Regions from separate parts of the Sus scrofa genome. Here region 2 is linked to region 1. A link is a contact called in public HiChIP or PLAC-seq data. All regions are on one chromosome and are shown on one strand. The core of a region is the stretch at or near the end of the contact, and the rest is flanking DNA. Distances in the headings are between cores, read along the strand shown. Region 1 has its middle 180 kb from the start of RASSF10. Region 2 overlaps LOC110259298 (a long non-coding RNA gene).

Evidence for each region. HiChIP or PLAC-seq counts read pairs in DNA pulled down with a chosen protein or histone mark.
Region 2: an H3K27ac HiChIP or PLAC-seq map of skeletal muscle shows a contact between it and region 1. The contact joins two enhancer-like sites. A contact is called at or near these places in 8 of 47 Hi-C or Micro-C datasets (alveolar macrophages, embryonic fibroblasts, mesenteric adipose tissue and 4 more) and 1 of 2 datasets of contacts at active chromatin or transcription factors (skeletal muscle).

Annotation. Positions count from the first base shown.
Region 1 is chr2:46,162,303-46,167,111 of Sscrofa11.1, forward strand. No RefSeq gene overlaps it. Among named protein-coding and RNA genes, the nearest start is that of RASSF10, 180 kb to the right of the region's middle. Within about 2 kb of position 2,604, at least 4 of the 83 cell types and tissues checked have an H3K27ac peak or open chromatin away from gene starts, as enhancers often do. A contact at or near this core is called in skeletal muscle, where this site is marked.
Region 2 is chr2:46,388,361-46,393,169 of Sscrofa11.1, forward strand. The region is part of intron 1 of LOC110259298 (a long non-coding RNA gene); the gene reads left to right. Among named protein-coding and RNA genes, the nearest start is that of RASSF10, 50 kb to the left of the region's middle. Within about 2 kb of position 1,906, at least 3 of the 83 cell types and tissues checked have an H3K27ac peak or open chromatin away from gene starts, as enhancers often do. A contact at or near this core is called in skeletal muscle, where this site is marked.

The DNA.
Region 1 (4,809 bases), core at 1,354-3,853:
CCATTAAGAGAAATGTGTGGAGGAGAAAAGGAGAATTGCAGTGCCCATTGGGATGTTACAAAATTCAGATACAGAGTGAGGTATCCAGGTGATAATTATCACTTAACCACTTCTCCCCATCGTCCCCCAAACACTGTCAAGGAACGCTTTATTTCTGACAGGACAGCCTGTTAGAATGCAGTAGAGAGTGTAAGTGAAAAGTAAGAAGGGCAGCCAGGCCTCATGTCTCTCCTACCAATCCACTCAGGGCAGAACTCTGCTATCTCTCTGTCTGTCTCTCCTACAGGATTATAGATACTCAACATTCATGAAAAGCCTACTGGGAAATACTAGCCTCCTAGCAGGTGTCCTCTCTTTGAATTTCCCCCATTTTCATTAAGGGAAGAAATCTTGGTAAGACCCCTCATAGATGTGGTCTTGATCTGTGTCTCATTTGCATATTTTGTATTTCAAGGAAACGGAGGTGATAAGCTTCCTATTTATCTCCAAAAAGTCCAACATTATGATTATGATTATTATTTTTTATGGCCACGGTTGTGGCATATGGAAGTTCCCAGGTTGAATAGGAGCTGTGTTCACCACAGCCACAGCAATGCGGGATCCAAGGCACATCTGCAAACCACTCAGCACCTTGAAGCAATGCCAGATCCTTAACCCAATGAGTGAGTCCAGGGGACTGAATGTGTATCCTCACGGACACTATGTTGGGTTCTCAGCCTGTTGAGCAACATGTGAATTCCTATTTTTTAAGACGTAAAAGTAACATGTGAGAGGCAAGAAGTGTTTTAAATTTTTCTGTACACTTACTTAGCCTCCTATTTATTTATTTATTTGTTTGTTTATTTATTTTTTAGGGCCACACCTGTGGCATATGGAAGTTCCCAAGCTGGGGGCTGAATTGAAGTTGTAGCCACTGGGCTACACCACAGTCACAGCAACATGGGATCCAAGTCTGCGACCTACACCACAGCTCATGGCAATGCTGGATCTACAATCCACTGATCGAGGCCAGGGATCAAACCTGCGTCCTCATGGATGCTAGTCAGATTTGTTTCCACTGAGCTATGATAGGAAAATCACTTAGCCTCCTTTTTAAAATTTTGCTTTTACAAAAACTTATTGGATAACAAATTTAACCCTCGCAGACTTATGGTCACAGAAAATAAAAATAATAAAATCTTTCATCTGTATACTTAGTTTTGAAGCAGAAAGGATATTGAGTAATCAGTAAAAAAAATATATATATAGACTAAAACCATATATTAGGCTAAAATATGAAGTGAAAAGAAATGGAATTCAAATTCAAGAAGAAGAAACCACAATGTTAGATATTAGACAACTGAAGATTTGCTTTTTTTTTTTTTTTTTTTTTGGCTATTTTAGGGCCATACCCTTGGCATATGGAGGTTTCCAGGCTAGGGGTTGAATCAGAGCTACAGCTGCTGGCCTACACCACAGCCACAGCAATTTCAGATCTGAGCCGAATCTGCAAACTATACCACAGCTCACGGCAGTACCGGATCCTTAACCCACTGAGGGAGGTCAGAGATCGAACCCGCATCCTCATGGATCCTGGTCAGGTTCCTTAATTGCTGAGCCACAAAGGGAACTCCAAAGATTTGCATTTCTTTAAATGGGTCATTATGGGAACTAAGGTTAATGATATCTACATACCACTGGATACATGTAAGGCAATTGTATGTCGGCTTAATTTTTTTAATGAATATTTACAATGTATCAAATCACATCATTTACGGCTCTTTAATGATGAAATAGTCTAGCTGTCACCCTAAAAATGTACAAATAGGTACATGGTTTTTCAAAATCTCTTAGAAGGAATACCAATAAAAGTGTGAATGCCACTTGAGAGACAAGTCTGGGAAGCTTCCAGAAAAGGTCGGCTCTCCCCTCCTTTCACCCCAGTGGCTCCACTCCCACCACCTGCATAGCTGACTAGGTGGAATCCGAGAATGCAGACTAACTTAACACTAGCAGGAGAGAAAAACCTGCTGCTGAGGACTTGTGCTCAGATACTGCCCAAACTGAAACAGGAGAGACTTCAGGTCCTAGGCTGGTTGCATTATTTATGCCTATGATCCCCTCTGTCAGGCTAATCCAGACTTGACAAAAATTAAAAGTGTGGGCATGTCTTGCTGGGATGTGTCACACACATGTCACTCCACCATTTACACACGGCTGACTTTACAGCCATTTACAACTTTTAGTTACAAGCAGGAACATGCTAGTTTGGGTATTATTTGCTATTTGGATAAGTGTGCGGGGTTTAGGAACAGCTGCCCATAGTGGAGAAAGTGAAAAGTGGGTCATGGACATGCTTTTCTTTACTTTCCTTCTCGCCTTGGTCCTGTCTTGAAGATTCTCTACTTTCCCTGCACACGTCAGGGCACATCTGGCTCTTGGAAATGAAAAGATTCGAAAACCCAGCACGTTTTACTCACTAAGGGGGTTGGAGAGGTCTCCAAGCAACTGCTTGCTTCAAATTGTCTGTCTGTCTGTGATTTAGAAACCCCACTGAGATCCTGCCATCTCTCAGAGTCTTTGTTAGGGAGCCAAAGCCCTGCAGGCAGCTTCCCCAGATGTCGGCGGCGCCTTGGCAACGCCCTGGTTTGAAGATTTTTAATAGCGACTAATTCCCTCGGCTGTGGCACTGCTGCAAATGGCTCATCGTTTTATAGGCAAGTTTCAACAGTCGTGTAACCAGATGAGAATATTTTCCCAAACAATAGCGTGTGGTAGAAAACAGCTAAGGCATGTCGGCAGACAGCTGTGAGGCAGGGAGCACAATGGAAGGTGGGATGAGTTATCTGTCTTCTGGAGTGATTACCTATTTAAATTTTAATAGTTTCTGAAGGGAAGGGGGTTGTTTGTAACTTTGTACAGATTATTTTTAGTATACTTGTAATGTCCAAGATGGAATTTGTACTCAGGGAAAAATGGCTGCCAATAACCTGGGCGAAGTTTGCAAGAGGAGTTATTCTTTAGTTTCAAACCAAGCTTAGGGGAAGGGGAAAGCTTCTATCCAGAAACTGCTGAACCCATGCCAGCCTAAAGCAGCAAGTTCATCCCTTGTTTTTTTTCTTTTTTTGAGGGCCACACCTGTGGCATATGGAAGTTCCCAGGCTAGGGGTCAAATTGGAGCTACAGCTGCCAGCCTACACCACAGCCACAGCAATGCAGGATCTGAGTCATGTCTGCGACCTACACCACAGCTCACGGCGATGCCAGATCCTCAACCCACTGAGCGAGGCCAGGGTTTGAACCCGCAACCTCATGGTTCGTAGTTGGATTCATTTCCCCTGTGTCACGAACAAATCCCTTGTTTTTGATGTGCCATCACCCCACCCAATGGGCCATTAAAAACCTTGCAATTCCCCTGCACCTCCCTCTGGTGGTCCCTTCCTAAAGGATTCTGTTCATGATGGGGGTAGGCGGTGGGAAGGTGGATGGTGTACCTGAGGCTGGGATGTTCAGCCTCTGCAGTGTCAACCTCTAGGGCACATGATAGTATTCAAACATCTGTCATTTGCCTCATAGCCAATAATAAACTAACTCACCAATTCATTTAAACACACATTGTCTCTAGTTGGGGGTTCAGCTTAGGCTACCTCCAATACTACGAAAGCTCAGACGCCTTCTATAAATTGATACTCCCCAAAAGGCCACCCTTTCTTGCATTCATTTCCAATGGTACTTATCACTTTTTTTCAAAATCTGCTTTGCCACAGTTTCTTTAAACAGATCAGTGTGAATTCTTATCTTTGGGCTACCAAGCAAAGAGCCTTATTCCCTATTCTCTGGATGAAGAAGCAGAGACTCAAAGAGATGATTGAGTTTTCTCCAAGTGAGTGGCTCCTAGGGAGTAGCACCCAGTCTGTCTGACCCTGGAGTCTGAGCCCTTTCCACTACATTTGCTGTTGCTGGCTCTGCTTTTCCTGAACTTGAATAACAAGTCCACAGTCCTGACCATGTGCCCTACGATTTTGTAGACTTTGGCATCTCTGAGTTTTCCCAACAATGGAGTCCTGTTTGTCTTAGGATCCACGGGAAGGAGGTGGCTCTAGGCTACAACTTCTCTCAGCTGCCCTTCTCTGGAATTTGTCTAGCTTGGCCAAGTTTTCCTTGAATTTTAATGGTCAGGCCCAAAACAAGTGACACAGAGATCAATGTCCTTTTGTTTGGCACAAGAATAGGGAGATATTTCTTGGTGGTTTTTAATTCCTAATATTGACCACAGAATTCCTAAATTTTTGAGCTGGAAAGAAGCTTAGGAATCATCCAGCCCTGCGGTACTCAAACTTAAGTACGCATCAGAATCGCCTAAAGGGCTTGTGCATTAGTTATCTATGGCTACATAACAAATGACTCCAAAATTAGCAGCTTAGAATAACAAAATTTAGTATTGCATGCAGTTTCTGTGGGTCAGGAATCCAGGAGTAGCTTAGTAGAGTGGTTCTGGCTCAAGGTCTCTGATGAGACTGTAATCAAGGTTGGGGCTGCAGTCATCTGAAGACTTGATTGGGGCTGGATGATCTGCTTCTAAAAAGACGTGTATGGCTGGGGGTGAGGTCTCTTTACTTCACCAGGTGGGTCCCTCCATAAAATGTCTGAATGTCCTAAAAACCTGGCAGCTGACTTTTCTAAAGCCGGTGATCCAAGAGAGATCAAGAGAATAACCAAGAGAGAAGCCATAGTGTATTTTGTAAGATCATCTTGGAAGAGACATTTCATCACTTCTGACATATTTTAGTCATCAGAGAGACCAATTCTGGTTCAAGGTGGGACAAGACT
Region 2 (4,809 bases), core at 656-3,155, 230 kb after region 1:
GAAAATACAGGCCTAGCTGGTGTGCTCTGAGGACTAGAAGCAGTCCCTAGGAGATCTCCTGCTGGACCCCCTGGAAGGCAGTTTGGAGCAGGTCTGGCCTTAGCAGGAGCAGCATGGCACAGGGCACTGCTCACCCAGCCACTGGGCTTGTGCTTTCAAGGTAGAAGGAGCATCTCTCACTCAGTACAGACAGCCTTTACAGGAGGAGCCAATGAGGTGGGGCTCAAGGGCATACAGTTTCTGGTTTTCAGTGATAAAAACAAGCAGACAAACAATTGACAGCACACACAGCCCTGTTGCCCATAAACATTCAGGAAAGTTGGCTTCAAACCCTAGTCCTCCTGGGCGAGAAGCCCTTAAGTGGCAGTTTGCTGCCCTCTGCTGTCTATCTGGAAAACTCTCGAGAAGCTTTTGGCAGTGCTGCCAGCCTCAAAATCCCAAGAAGACTGGAACGCCCAGGACTTGTTCAACCCTTCCAAAAGGTGCACCACAAGAGGCACGGGGGAGGGGTGGGGAGGTATAAGTACCTAGAATGGCTACATAATTTGAGGGGTTCAGCGAAAAATGCAAGTCATCTTGTCAAAGAATTAAGAGTGTCAAGATGAGGACAACAAGGTATTAAACCTTTGGAGGACAGGGCCCTGTGCATTTCCATGTGTGATATGCCCATACAGCTGGCATGCCTTGTTATTACCTGCTTCCGACCTGGAACTTCTGGGTCTATGTCATAGTCTTCATAGTTTTCTAAGGAACTGAAATTTAGTGGAACATGTTTGGGGAGAGAAGGTGGGGAAAGGGTCTCCCCTAATAAGCCAGACTCGGGTAGTGGTGGTGGTGGGGGGGTAAGTTTCTCTTGGCTAGAATATAGCTGTAGCACAAATCTTATCTCCTCCTGCCTACTCTTAGAGTTTGATGAAGCTTTAAAAAAAAAAAAAAATTAGCATACCTGAATTGGCCTTGGGAGCCAATTCAGACTTAGGAATTAAAGAGTTTTTTTTTTTTTTTAATCGACTTTATTTATTAGGTTCTACTGGAAGGTAGACCAAAACCTGTGCTAAAATTCACTCTCCAGGAGTTCCCATTGTGGCTCAGTGGTTAGCGAACCCGACTAGCATCCATGAGGACTTAGGTTTGACCCCTGACCTCACTCAGTGCAAGGATCCAGCCGTGAGCTGGGATGTAGGTTACAGACGTGGCTCGGATCCCATGGTGCTGTGGCTGTGGCATAAGCTGGCAGCTACAGCTCTAATTTTACCCCTAACCTGGGAACCTCCATATGCCACAGGTGTGGCCCTAAAAAGACAAAAAATAAAAAAAAAAAAAATTCACTCTCCAATTCCACCAGGAGAGATCCACCCAAACGAGCATGTGGACCAACTGCTGTCACCCACTAAACAGATCATTTTTGTATGTGCTTCCATGGGTGGAAGTAAAGAGTAGAGCAAGATGTCAAGAGTGATCAGAGAAAAGCCCTTCTCTATGGAAACCAGGGTAGAGGAGAGAAAGTGCTCCCCTAACTAGTGTTAGTGGGGGACTAACTAGGAAAACAGAACCCACTTCAGTATTTACAATAAGCAGGAAGCTGGTCGGGGTGGGGGTGGGTGCTGAAAAGCTAAACTCCAAGAAGAGCAGGAACAGAAAAGTCACTGCCACTTTTAGGATGACGGAGCAAAGGGGTGAGGTGGTGGTCCCAGATCCCCAGCCGGATCACCAATGCAAGCTGGAGCCCTTGTGGGTTCCTCACGCAGGAGCTGGACCCATGAAGTAAATATAGCCGCTGCTGGAGGCACCACCTAAAAGGGAAAGAAGGGAAGCACTGCACCCACCAGCTTCTCCCTTCCTCCCCTCCTACCAGGAACTTCCTTTGGCCACACTCCAGCTGAAGGGCAGCTGCTGGATAAGACAACAGATCCGGTTGCAGTTTAAAGGAAAAGGCCAGGAATGGATCTGAGCACGGACAAGGCCTGGGGCAGAGGCTCCCTTGATGGTTACAAACTCAGAGGACTGCATATCGTTAGCATCTGTTAGATAAAATAGAAATTCTGCCCCAAGACATAAAAAGGTCTTTCCCAAGCTGGACCACTTTACAAACCACATTTCCTGCTATTCTCTCATCCTCTTTCTATCCCTGACTTCCTCACTCTAGGCTGTCTTGCTTCCTCTTCCCGGAGCATCTTTGGCCCACACCAGCCCCTTCTCCCTTCTCCTCAACTTGGATCCTTCTGATCACTCCAAGCTTCTCCTTTTTCTCCCTTCTCCTCCATCCTCTTCCTTTCCTTCCCCATCCCTATCCCTCACTTCATCTTTCTTTCCTGTCTCTTCCTGAGGAGAGTGAAGTCTGCTAGGTACTAGTTGCTGTTGTTTTCCAGTAACCATTTCTTAAAAATCAATTATTCAAACATATAACCACTGGCCACATCCTCACCTTCACACCTAGGAAGCCCCAAATCTAGATGTAACTGATTAAAATCAGTCCAAACTTTCTTTACCAAGCCACTAAATGTCATATTGACTTCACAGTAGGGTTGGGAAAACTTTGCACGGGCTCAGAACCTGCAGAGAAAGAAGGATCTTTATATTCTACTTGCCCCAGAGGTCCCGTCGTGGCTCAGTGGTTAACAAACCCCACTAGTATCCATGAGAATGCAGGTTCGATCCCTGGCCTTGCTCAGTAGGTTAAGGATCCAGCGCTGCCATGAGCTGTGGTGCAGGGCACAGATGCGGCTTGGATCTGGTGTTGCTGTGGCTGTGGTGTGAGGCCAGCAGCTACAGCTCCAATTTGACCCCTAGCCTGGGAACCTCCATGTGCCGCAGGTACAGCCCTAAAGAGACCAAATACATACATACATACATACGTAATTTTACTTGCTCCTAAAATATTACAGCTAGACTTCTGCTTATGGGAATGACTGAATATTATTTTATGGGATGGACATGAACAAAAATGGAAGCACTAGAAACACTGGGAACACTGGGAAGGGACCAGAAGCAAGTGAATTTGGGTAGGAAGTTCATGTATGGAGAGATAAGGCTAGGGAGTGAGCTCCCCATTTGTTTTTGGCCCCAGTGGGGCAGGCACAGGGTGTGTTGTGCAGGCTCGTGGTGGGGCTGGTGGAAAAGCAGCCATCTTTCTGGTCCACGAAAAAAGATTGAGTCCAGGGCAACTACAGCTGCCCAAAGGAAGGAGATGGATTCCTGGAAGGGAAAGGCCAGAGAGAGGATCTTCAAATTCTATCTGTCCACATTCCTGGCTGACCCCTGACCACACAAACACAAAACAGACACAGAGTGTTTCAGTTAAAGACAGAAGAGTCTGAAAAAGACTTACCCCATGAACTTGCAGGGCCATCCCTGTCCTGTTTTCTATGTGCTTGGGCCTTTTTCTGATCTCCCTATTCTACTCTATTGGTTAGTTTGTCTAATTCTACACTATTACCACACAGATCTATTTACTAGGGTTTTATAATAAATATTGCTATCAGTCACAGAAATCATACATGTTCCTGAACAGAAAAAAATGTAGTATAAAGAAATATTGGGGGGAGTTCCCGTTGTGGCTCAGTGGTTAACGAATCTGACTAGGAACCATGAGGTTGCGAGTTCGATCCCTGTTCTTGCTCGGTGGGTTAAGGATCTGGTGTTGTGGTGAGCTGTGGTCTAGGTCACAGACATGGCTTGGATCTGGCATTACTGTGGCTCTGGCATGGGCTAGCGGCTACAGCTCCAATTAGACTCCTAGCCTGGGAACCACCATATGCCTTGGGAGTGGCCCTAGAAAAGGCAAAAAGACAAAAAAAAGAAAAAAGAAAAAAAAATATTGGGAACTACTGTTTCATCTTCTTTAATGGTTGTAAGACTAATCAACTTTTCTACTTTATGAGGCAATTTTATTATAGTTTTCTAAGAATTTATCCCTTGGCAATTGATTGGCATAGAGTTTATAGCAGTATATCTTTATTAACTACTTTATTACACTGTCATTAATATCTGTAGGGTCTATAGCGATACCTCTATTTTCATTTCTGTTACTGTTTAGTTGGTTCATTTTTTTTTTTCTTTTTTAGAGCCACACCCACAGCATATAGAGGTTCCCAGGCTAGGGGTCCAATCAGAGCTACAGCTGCTGGCCACAGCCACAGCCACATCAGATCCAAGCCACATCCTTTATCTACACCACCGCTCATGGCAATGCTGGATCCTTAACCCACTGAGCAAGGGCAGGGACTGAACCCTCAACCTCATGGTTCCTAGTCACATTTGTTTCTGCTGTGCCATGATGGGAACTCCTCTCTCTTCCTCTTTTATCAGTCTTATTAGTTGATAGACTTTGTTATTTCCAAAAAAGCAATTTTTGACTTTCTTGATCTTCTGTTTTCTGTTACTTTGTTCTTTATAAGTTCCTTTCCTTGTGTATCTGTGTGCACATGCTTATTTTGGTCTTTTAACTTTATGAATTCAGTGCCTAGCTCATTAGTTTTTAGTCTCTCTTATCTAACATGCACAATTCTCCATGCTAGTCCAGTAGCGTCTAAATACTGCTTTAGCTGCATTCCATATATTTTAGTAGGTGGTATTTCTTTTACAGTTTTCAATATCTGATTTGTGACTTTTCTTATGGGCTAATTAGAAATGCTTCTTAATTTCTAAATAAATGGGAGTTTTCTCAAGATCTTCTTAAAATCAACTCTACCTTAATTGCTTTCGGGTCAGAGAATATTGTGCAGTATCACAGCAATCCTTTGGAATATACTGAGACTTGCTTAACTTGCAGGTATGTGGTTTTCATACTATTTCATGTGATTGCAAAAA